3 separate regions of the Mus musculus genome follow, and regions 1 and 2 are each linked to region 3. Evidence: chromatin contacts called from public HiCAR-type and HiChIP or PLAC-seq data. All regions are on one chromosome and are shown on one strand. The core of a region is the stretch at or near the end of the contact, and the rest is flanking DNA. Distances in the headings are between cores, read along the strand shown. Region 1 has its middle 120 kb from the start of Gm41928. Region 2 has its middle 74 kb from the start of Gm41928. Region 3 holds the start of Kdsr (3-ketodihydrosphingosine reductase).

Region 1 (2,700 bases), core at 149-2,648, 360 kb before region 3:
CAGCCTCAATGTCCCTCAAGCTGTCCACTAAGGTAGGCCATGTTCTTCCTTGGCCAGAGTGAAAGTTTGTGTTACTGGGGAAATCCCTACGGTGACAGTAACACTGCACCCCTGCAACCTCCTTGGCCCCACTGACAGGGGCTCCTTGTTGCTTTACCCATGGTCCTATGCACCCCAAGGGCTCCAGAGGCTCATCCTGCAGATATGTGTGTTCCCCAGCATCTGTACCTCCACTTGAGGTGCTTGGAGCAGGTCCTCGGTGTGTCTGAGGGCTGCTTGGCCACTTTTAAACCTGACCTAGATGTCTTTTCCCATTCTGCACAAGTTCTAAACCTCTCTGGGCCTCCAGCCCTTGCTCAGACATGGTCTGGGCTTCTCTAAGGAAGCTGAAAGGAGACACCTAAGTTGACTTCCCTCCTTTCTCTTTTTTCCTGGACCTACCTTGCGCCCCCCACCCCCTGCCTCAGCTGTGTGAATTCTTGCTCAATGGAGACATAACGAACATCTACATCCCCATAAAGTTCTAATGACAAAGATATATGTAATTCTACCAAAGTTCAACTAGGGAGTTTATTGGCCTTACCTACAGAACATGGGTGAGGGATTGTATATAGGAGCTTGGGTGACCCAAAACAGCTACACTGCAGTCTTCACCCAGCATGGATGGTGGTGTCCCCAATAGTCACACAGATACAGCTTCCTTTAGTCAACTGTCCCCAGTCTATGTACTCCAAGCCACATAAAATTAGGGAAGAATTGCAAACAAATGGCTAGGACAGATGGCTGGAATCCCAGGTAAGGGTTCAATGACTCTCCCTATTCTGTACTCTTAGGGAATGTGCTCAGTCCACAGACCGGCTGGTGGGCACAGGATGGCTGAGCTGCTGTTTGCTTGGAGAACCAAGTTCTTCAGCATCCCTGCAGCTCCTCAGCATCTTGGGGCCTTGTGCTCTGTTCTGCTCCATTTGAGCTGGGCTTGCTGTAGTCCATCCACCTCCTGCTCCTCCAGGCAGGCTCCATCCTACAGTCCCCAGTACCCTCAGAAGGTGAGTGACCACACAGGCCTGGTTGAGAAGATCCCACAGGCTCGGCAGAGGGGTCATTTCTAAGACAGCCCACCAGAATTCAGTGAACCAAGAGTAAGCAATCCAGTCTTGCAGAGTTGATTGACTTAAGAGAGGAGAATGTTCCACGGGGCCGGAAGCTAATCCAGAAAAGGGAAGGTGCCCTGACCCAGTGTGTGGAGGTTGGGAATCCTCCCTTCCAGACATAGCTTTGCTCTGTCTGCTCGATGGAGTGTTCTTCCACCTCCAAGGCAAGCCCTTGACTATTCTCCTTGTCTGCTCCTCTGACCTCCCGAGGCTGCAGATGCCATGAGTCATTTCAATACCGACTCTTCCACACTTGCTCTTGGCAGCCTCCCCGGAAATAAAATGCTTTGCAAGATTAGTATTCACCACAAAGAATGTGTTTCTCCATTTTTTTTTTACAACTCATTTTTTAATCTCAATGGTTTCAGCTTGTTGCAACCACAATGTGTTACAATTAAATATTAGAAGCGGAAGCAGAGGGGGAAAGGTTGCCTTGACAAAATTTATGTCAAATATTGAAGCTTACAGCAGAACAATGAATCACCGTATTAGTTTCTATAGACATGCAGCTGCTCACACAATAGGCTTGCAAAAGTACCTGTCCTTTCACAGAGCAGCATGTCTGCGGACTTGAGCTAAGCTTCCAGGATACTCATGGCTTTTATCCCCAGGGGTTTGGAGGGGAGTCAGGCAGGAGGCTATGGTCCTCATCGCAACATCTTCTGTGCACGGATAGGAGGGCTATCCAGTGTCTGTGCTCATGAGAATCAGTCATTTTTATGACTGTGGTGAGCTAACGTTGAGTCACCAACTCTTCTGCCTGGATACATCTTCAAGGCAGTGCTGAGGAAATAAATTGGGAAAGTCATTGGAAAATTATTACCTGAAGTCAAGATTCCAGATATTTTACCACGGGCTTAGAAAATTAATTTTCTTCTTCCTCCCTCCCCCTCCCTCCCTCTGCCATCTCTCCCTCCCTCCCTCCCTCCTTCTCTCCCTCCTTCTGTCCTGCCTTAAAGCTCAGTGACAGACACAAGATCCTAAACTCTGATGGAACAGCAATGACTCCGCCAGCCTCTCCTTGCCTTCCACACACAAGAAGCTGACGGTGATCACCAGAACCTCGGTAAAAAGGCCAAGCACACAGCTTCTGGGAAGCCATTGGTTCTAAAAGGTGAAACCTTACCTGTCCTTTTAACAATTGATTCCAGCACAAAATCCACTTCCAACATGAGAACAGAGTTAAGCTGCTAAAGGAAACCCTATCTTAAGCTGGATGCATACACGTAGGTGGAAGACAGTGGCTTCTGTCTGGTCATACGATGATCCCCCTTCCTGAAAATGCTGAGAGCAAACTCACATGTATACTGATGCTCATGAACCTATCCAGCATTATTATATGCAAGCATGTATCTATTTTTATCAAGCAACCTGAAGTATATGATGCATTCCATTTTGAGACAGCCCATCAACAGGTTTGGCAGTATGTGGGGCTTATTTCCAGCAGACTCTCTGAGGTAAGAGCTATAGAAGGACTGTGGGCAGATCTCTTCTTGGTCTCCAAGAGGTACTGAAACAAAGAAATACAAGTGTGTGGTTTCTGACACAG
Region 2 (2,873 bases), core at 349-2,848, 310 kb before region 3:
TTAAACACAAAATCACAATAGACATTGGGAAATATTAGGGACTAAATAAAAACTCAAAATTATATGTCAGAATTTATCAGATGTAGCTATAATTGTTCTTAGGGAACAGTTTGTAACCTCGTGTATTTTTATTAGCATAGAGGAGCTTAACATGCTTTCAAGTCTACCAAAGAATTAGGACAAATAGGAGAATAAAATCAGAGAAAGAAAAAATAGTAGTAAAAGCAGACATTCATGAAGTAGAAAAATACACACAAAAGAAAATCAACAAAGGCAAACATTCTTAGAAAAGAAACCAAAATAAACACCTCACAACATTGATCCATCAACATGAAGTAGGAACTTAGTGGTGGGTAAATTATAATTATGAATGCTGTAAGCATGAAGTGGGAGAAGGCCGCTGTAAGCCACAGCTGGTTCTGTTGCAAGCCTGTGACCTTGGGGAATACACTCTCTTCTGTCTGTCTGACACAGCTCCGATCTCAAATGGCTCTGGAACAGTTTAATAGAGTTCATTAAAAGGCACAGTCTAGTGATCTGGAGGGATCTGGGAATCTGCATTGACAACATGGTCCGCAGTGATACAGAAGATACCTGCCTGCTTTTTCATGGGTTAGGCTACCCGCTGACTACTCATTCCAAATTTCCTAATTTCTTCCTATATCACCCACAGATGGTAAAGCTGAGATTCACCAAAGTCAAACCCTAAATAACCATCAAAGAACAGAAAGAAAATAATAGAAAAACCTCCTATCACCCTCTAAATCTACTACAGGACACACTTAGGATATCACCTGCAATCAAGCCCCATTCTCTTTTCTCCTCCTCCTCTCCTCTTCCTCCTCCTCTTCTTTCTTTTCTTCCTCTTCTTTCTTTTCCTCTTCCTCTTCCCTTTCTCCTCCTCCTCCTCTCTTCTTCCTCCTCCTCTTTTTCCTCTTCTTCCTTTTCTTCTTCTTCTTTCTCTTCTTCCTTTTTCTCTTCCTCTTCCCTCCTCCTCCTCTTTGCTTGTTTTGTTTAGATGAAGCAATTCTATGTTATAGGAGATGTGCCGATTGAAAGCTCACATATCGACATGGTCCATGCCAATAAGGAAGTAGGGTGATGCAGTCACCTTTTGCATCCATTGGCAATAGCCACTTGAACACATTTCCTTTTCTAATTACATAAGCGGAATTTCTATTTGTCTTCACACAATGCTTCAGAGGCATATCTTAATTATTGCAACATTATTAGCAGTTGAATAAGAAGTCAGTTTGATATTCGGGAAATAAAAGTCTTACATAAAGCTTTCTAGAGCATGAACTTCCTCTGTGTAAGTCAAGGAGAAATTGATTAAGTCATTTGCTTGAGTGCACAGAATGATAATTTTCTTTCATTTAAAATGTCTAACAGCAGTAAGAATTGTCATCATAAATCTTTAAGTCCTAAGCTAAAGGAGAAAATGCTTATGCAGAAAGATGAACAGGTTGGAAAATATTTGCCCTGACTGAATCAAGACCTGAGAGAAGGTATGTTGTCAACATGAGCCAGCTCTGGGGTGAGGGTGTGTGTAGACAATGTCCACCATTGTCTTTTCCCAGCCACCCCAGGAACTCTGAAGACTACGCCCCTACAAGGAATGTTCCTACCAAGATCAGCTAAACCTGCTCCCTTGATCCAGCAGTACTCGATAAATCCTGCCTCCTTGCTTATCTGTATGTAACACCTTATCTGTATGTAATCAACTTTGTTCAGCTGTTTGCAATAACCCTGCTTCCTTGTTCAACTCTGTGTAACTAACATGCTGAGTTTCTGGGGTTCTGCAGTTTCTCCAACAGAGCCCAGACCACTCCATCACAGCTGGGTGCTGAGAATGGAACCCAGATCCTCTACAAAAACAAGTCCTTTAAACTGTGGAACAGTCTGTCCAGCCTCCAACGTCCGGTTTTCTGGAACCTTCCTTCTTCATCGTGAAATCTTAGCAGAGATATTGGTGATGGAGGGCTAGTTATACATGGGAAAGTTGGCAAATTATTTTCCATGAAATCCAAGATAAAAATAGATTTAAATGAATCTCCACAGAGCAGAAACACTATAAAAACAAAATCTCCTGGTGGGTGGGGCTGAAGCTTCTGGTGACCAGACCAGAGACAAAACAGTGGCCTAGGAAGCCTAGTTGTCTGGAGGTCAGAGACCAGGTAGTCTTCTCACCTAGTGAGGGTTTAAAACTATTGTCTTCCAGAAATATAAGCCTGTGCCCAGGCTATCCTGCTAATGGAACTGGAAATGCCCAACTCCCCTGTAGCAAGAAAAGAGTGGTGATCATATTTGGAAGTTCTCTATTTGGAGACTCGATCTGGCTCAGAAGGAAAAACAAAACAAAACAAGAAAATCCCCATCTCTAGTCTGTGTACCCAGCCAGCAGAACTGAAACATTTAGAAACTTCTAGAAAGTTTGCAGCAGTGGAGGAAATGCCAGTGTAAGAAGAAAGTGCAAGACAAACTGGAGATATAGGTGAGCAAAGAGAGAATGAAAAAAGAATAGCAGACACATCTGGGAGGATCTGCCTCCCCCTCCAGCAGCACTGTCACACAACAACTGCTGCTCCCAGCCCCCAGCTGCCCCAGTGATAGAAACCAGAGTCTCCTGAAAATGTCCTCTTCAAATGGGAAGGAATGGCTGGGACCCTTCTTCCTGATTGAGGGAGCAGGAGGAAAGCCATGAGCCATGTATTCCACATGGCTGCCTATTTCCTCTGCTTGCTCACCTATGTGATAAGATGACAGTAAAAAGCAAACTTAGAGGATGGCATCAGTAGAGGACAGAGCTCAGTGAACATTTGCAGAAAGTTGACTGAGCAGGACTGAGGGGCCACTCTGAGGCACATGCAGAA
Region 3 (2,700 bases), core at 70-2,569:
AGTCACGATTTTGTGGATGTAAAACTTTAGCAACTTGGCATGATTGTAAACTTTGGCTTTTTCTAATAACTCTTTCCACATCATGCATAGCAGCAGCTGGGAATAAATCAGTAATTTTACAAAAGACAAATTAATGGAAACACATGTTGTCATCCAGAAATTCTTGTTTGGGATAAATCATACTAAGATAACCACTCTATCCTGTAACAACGCAGTGGGGACTTACTTGGATGCACTCATGTAAGTCACCTAAGGGCACCAAGGAGATTCGTGCTGCCGGTTTGGATACTAGCTGTCCTTATTCGCAACTCCTCGCCTCACTGTGCCTCGGGTTTTGGGTCTATATAGGACACCGAGGAGAAATGCCAGAGTTGAGGCTCTGAGCTGTGGGGGCGGGGTGGAGGCATAGCCAAGCCTGCACATAGGAACGTGCGAGCTTCCGGACTTTAACAAACCAAACCACTCATATCTCCTTCCATCTTAAGCTTCTAATCAAGCTGGTTAGCTCTTCCTTCTGACGCCAGAAAGGACTGCACTTGAGCAGTACTCAGCAGACCCTGGCTGAGTTCAGAGACAAGCCTGCTGGCCAAACCTGCCAGGCCACCCCTCAGGTGTATCACTTCCTAGAAGCCTCTGGGGGCTCTTTGTCACTTGCACACGACACCCTACAGTCTCAGCTGCCTGGGCCAGCCCCAGAGGCCCAGACCCCCTCCTTGCTGTGGGCTCCTTAGGATTCCCTGGCTGTGGCTACTCCCATCCGGGTTTGCGCCCTTATCCTGCTAGTCACCGACTGCCGTGTCCTTGGCAAAGTTTCTCAGTCTCTCTGTTGACTCATTGGGGAAACTGAAGATCCAAACAGTGGCAGACAGGGATGCTCCGGGGATCAGCGAGCAGCAGAGCCCCTGAGTCCTGGAAACTAGGCTGGCGCCTTCTCCACGACACTGCCCTGTAGCCCGGCGCCTTGGAGGGCGGGTTCCTGAGGTCCGACAGGGCAGGGCAATGCCGGGGCTAAGGCAGTAGGTAACCCGCCCCACTCAACCGTTCCTTTCCGGGACCGTGGTCTCGTTGGCCCAAGCCGGCCAAGCAGTCCTGGGCAAGCTCAGCAACAGGAGGCCACTCACCACTACGTGCGCGCCGGGCAGCGCGAGGGGCTTGGGACTGATGAGCGGCGACACCATGTAGAGGAGCAGCACGAAGGCCACGAGGCCGGCAGCGGCCAACAGCAACATCTCTGCCGAGCGACTACTGGGAGATCACATGCACCAGCAGCCGGGAGTGTTTGGGTTTGCGAGCGAGGGCGGGACGGCGGCGAAGGGAAGAGGAGGAGCCTGGGCGGGGCGGTCTCCGCTGTCGGACTAGCTCCTGGGCCCGCGCCCCCTTCAGCTTCAGGCTGCGGCTGCGCAGGCTGTGCGTGCGTAGGCTCCGGGTACTTGGCCTCCCCGTTGGCCCGCCCGCCAACGTCGTGGGAGGCTTGCAAACGGTGGCTTTTGGATCCACGGATTTTGTTCTGTGCCTAAGTCCTGGTATTCTTCTTTGAAATCACAGATTCCAGTTCGTGTATTTATGGCTCACTCAGAAAATGGTCACCGCTCCCTTTCGCTTTGAGCGTTGACTTGGATTTCTGATAATTGAATTTCGCTGAAAACTGTACATACATCCTGTAACCAAAGCAGATGCAAACGCGGAGGCGCGGGGAGCCACCGTTGTAGAGATTTAATTCCAACATCTGGTCCACCGACTTAAAATAGTTTTAGTTTAGTGTCTAAACTATCGCCACAGTCTTTTGTCGCCCTACACAGCAACCCTATAGTCATTAACAGTCACAGTTCAGTTTCTCTCTCTCTCTCTCTGTATAGCCCTGGCTGTCCTGGAACTCACTTTGTAGACCAGGCTGGCCACGAACTCAGAAATCCACCTGCCTCTGCCTCCCGAGTGCTGGGATTAAACGCGTGCACCACAACGCCCAGCTCATTTTCTCTTAAATGGTGCAGTTATAGGCAATCACAAAGCTCTCTGGACTTGTCTATTCATACAAGTGGAGTTCTAATAATATGCCCTCTGCAGTGCCTAGCTTCTTTGACTTAGCATACTAAGATTCTTCCATACTGTACCTATCAGTATTTAATTTCTTTTTATTGTTGATAATATCCTAGTGTAGGCTAGATTATTTTTTCACTCATCACTTTTTGATCAAAACAATAACAAAAGAAAAAAAAAGCTACTGGATCCAAAAGGAAGGAAGGTCTTTTGCTAGAAAGCTTTAAGTCCTGTGCTAGATCCCTCTGGCCCCACAAGGTAGGTTGTCCTCTGACCTCTACTAGTATGTCTTGGCGTTCACCATCACACTCACTGAATACATTTTTGGTAAGGTCATGTATGGCCAGCCTCCTTTAAACAAAGCCATTCCTATTAAACCTCCCCAAAGCAAAGAAAGAACTTACTTTCTGGATTAGGATGATATAAAGCTAACATCTAGCCTTTGGCCAAAGCTCATTTGAGCAAAACAAACCTCCAACACTTGGAGGGTTCACTGGGTAGCCAGAGATTTTAAACTCTATTTCTCAATATAGCTGGCTATCCATATTGTATTATAATCGTAACAAAGAACAACCTGTGCTATTGTGTCACAGTAAGGTATTAAATCCCAAATCTATGTACTTTCACATATAAGCTTTTGAGTGTGCATGCTTTGGCTCTCTC

The links. HiCAR-type assays count read pairs that join an accessible place to other places. HiChIP or PLAC-seq counts read pairs in DNA pulled down with a chosen protein or histone mark.
Region 1: a HiCAR-type map of astrocytes shows a contact between it and region 3, with 3 times the contacts expected there. The contact joins the enhancer-like site here to the promoter of Kdsr in region 3. A contact is called at or near these places in 7 of 39 promoter capture datasets (3T3-L1-derived adipocytes, cranial neural crest, frontonasal cranial neural crest and 4 more), 1 of 15 datasets of contacts at CTCF or cohesin (the NIH/3T3 cell line), 2 of 484 Hi-C or Micro-C datasets (bone marrow-derived macrophages and nephron progenitors), 22 of 115 datasets of contacts at active chromatin or transcription factors (the 230-238 cell line, the NIH/3T3 cell line, acute myeloid leukemia and 18 more) and 2 of 9 other capture datasets (adipose tissue and liver).
Region 2: an H3K27ac HiChIP or PLAC-seq map of extraembryonic endoderm stem cells shows a contact between it and region 3, with 3 times the contacts expected there. The contact joins the enhancer-like site here to the promoter of Kdsr in region 3. A contact is called at or near these places in 4 of 39 promoter capture datasets (the 3T3-L1 cell line, cranial neural crest, frontonasal cranial neural crest and 1 more), 1 of 484 Hi-C or Micro-C datasets (bone marrow-derived macrophages) and 6 of 115 datasets of contacts at active chromatin or transcription factors (bone marrow-derived macrophages, double positive thymocytes, embryonic basal ganglia and 2 more).

What each region holds. Positions count from the first base shown.
Region 1 is chr1:106,399,628-106,402,327 of GRCm38.p6, forward strand. No RefSeq gene overlaps it. Among named protein-coding and RNA genes, the nearest start is that of Gm41928, 120 kb to the right of the region's middle. Within about 2 kb of position 1,399, at least 106 of the 459 cell types and tissues checked have an H3K27ac peak or open chromatin away from gene starts, as enhancers often do. A contact at or near this core is called in the NIH/3T3 cell line, astrocytes, bone marrow-derived macrophages and 2 more, where this site is marked.
Region 2 is chr1:106,448,348-106,451,220 of GRCm38.p6, forward strand. No RefSeq gene overlaps it. Among named protein-coding and RNA genes, the nearest start is that of Gm41928, 74 kb to the right of the region's middle. Within about 2 kb of position 1,599, at least 21 of the 459 cell types and tissues checked have an H3K27ac peak or open chromatin away from gene starts, as enhancers often do. A contact at or near this core is called in extraembryonic endoderm stem cells, where this site is marked.
Region 3 is chr1:106,758,423-106,761,122 of GRCm38.p6, forward strand. It overlaps Kdsr (3-ketodihydrosphingosine reductase), which reads right to left and starts at 1,320. Exons shown (of 10, transcript NM_027534.2): 1 at 1,122-1,320. The coding sequence starts at 1,229.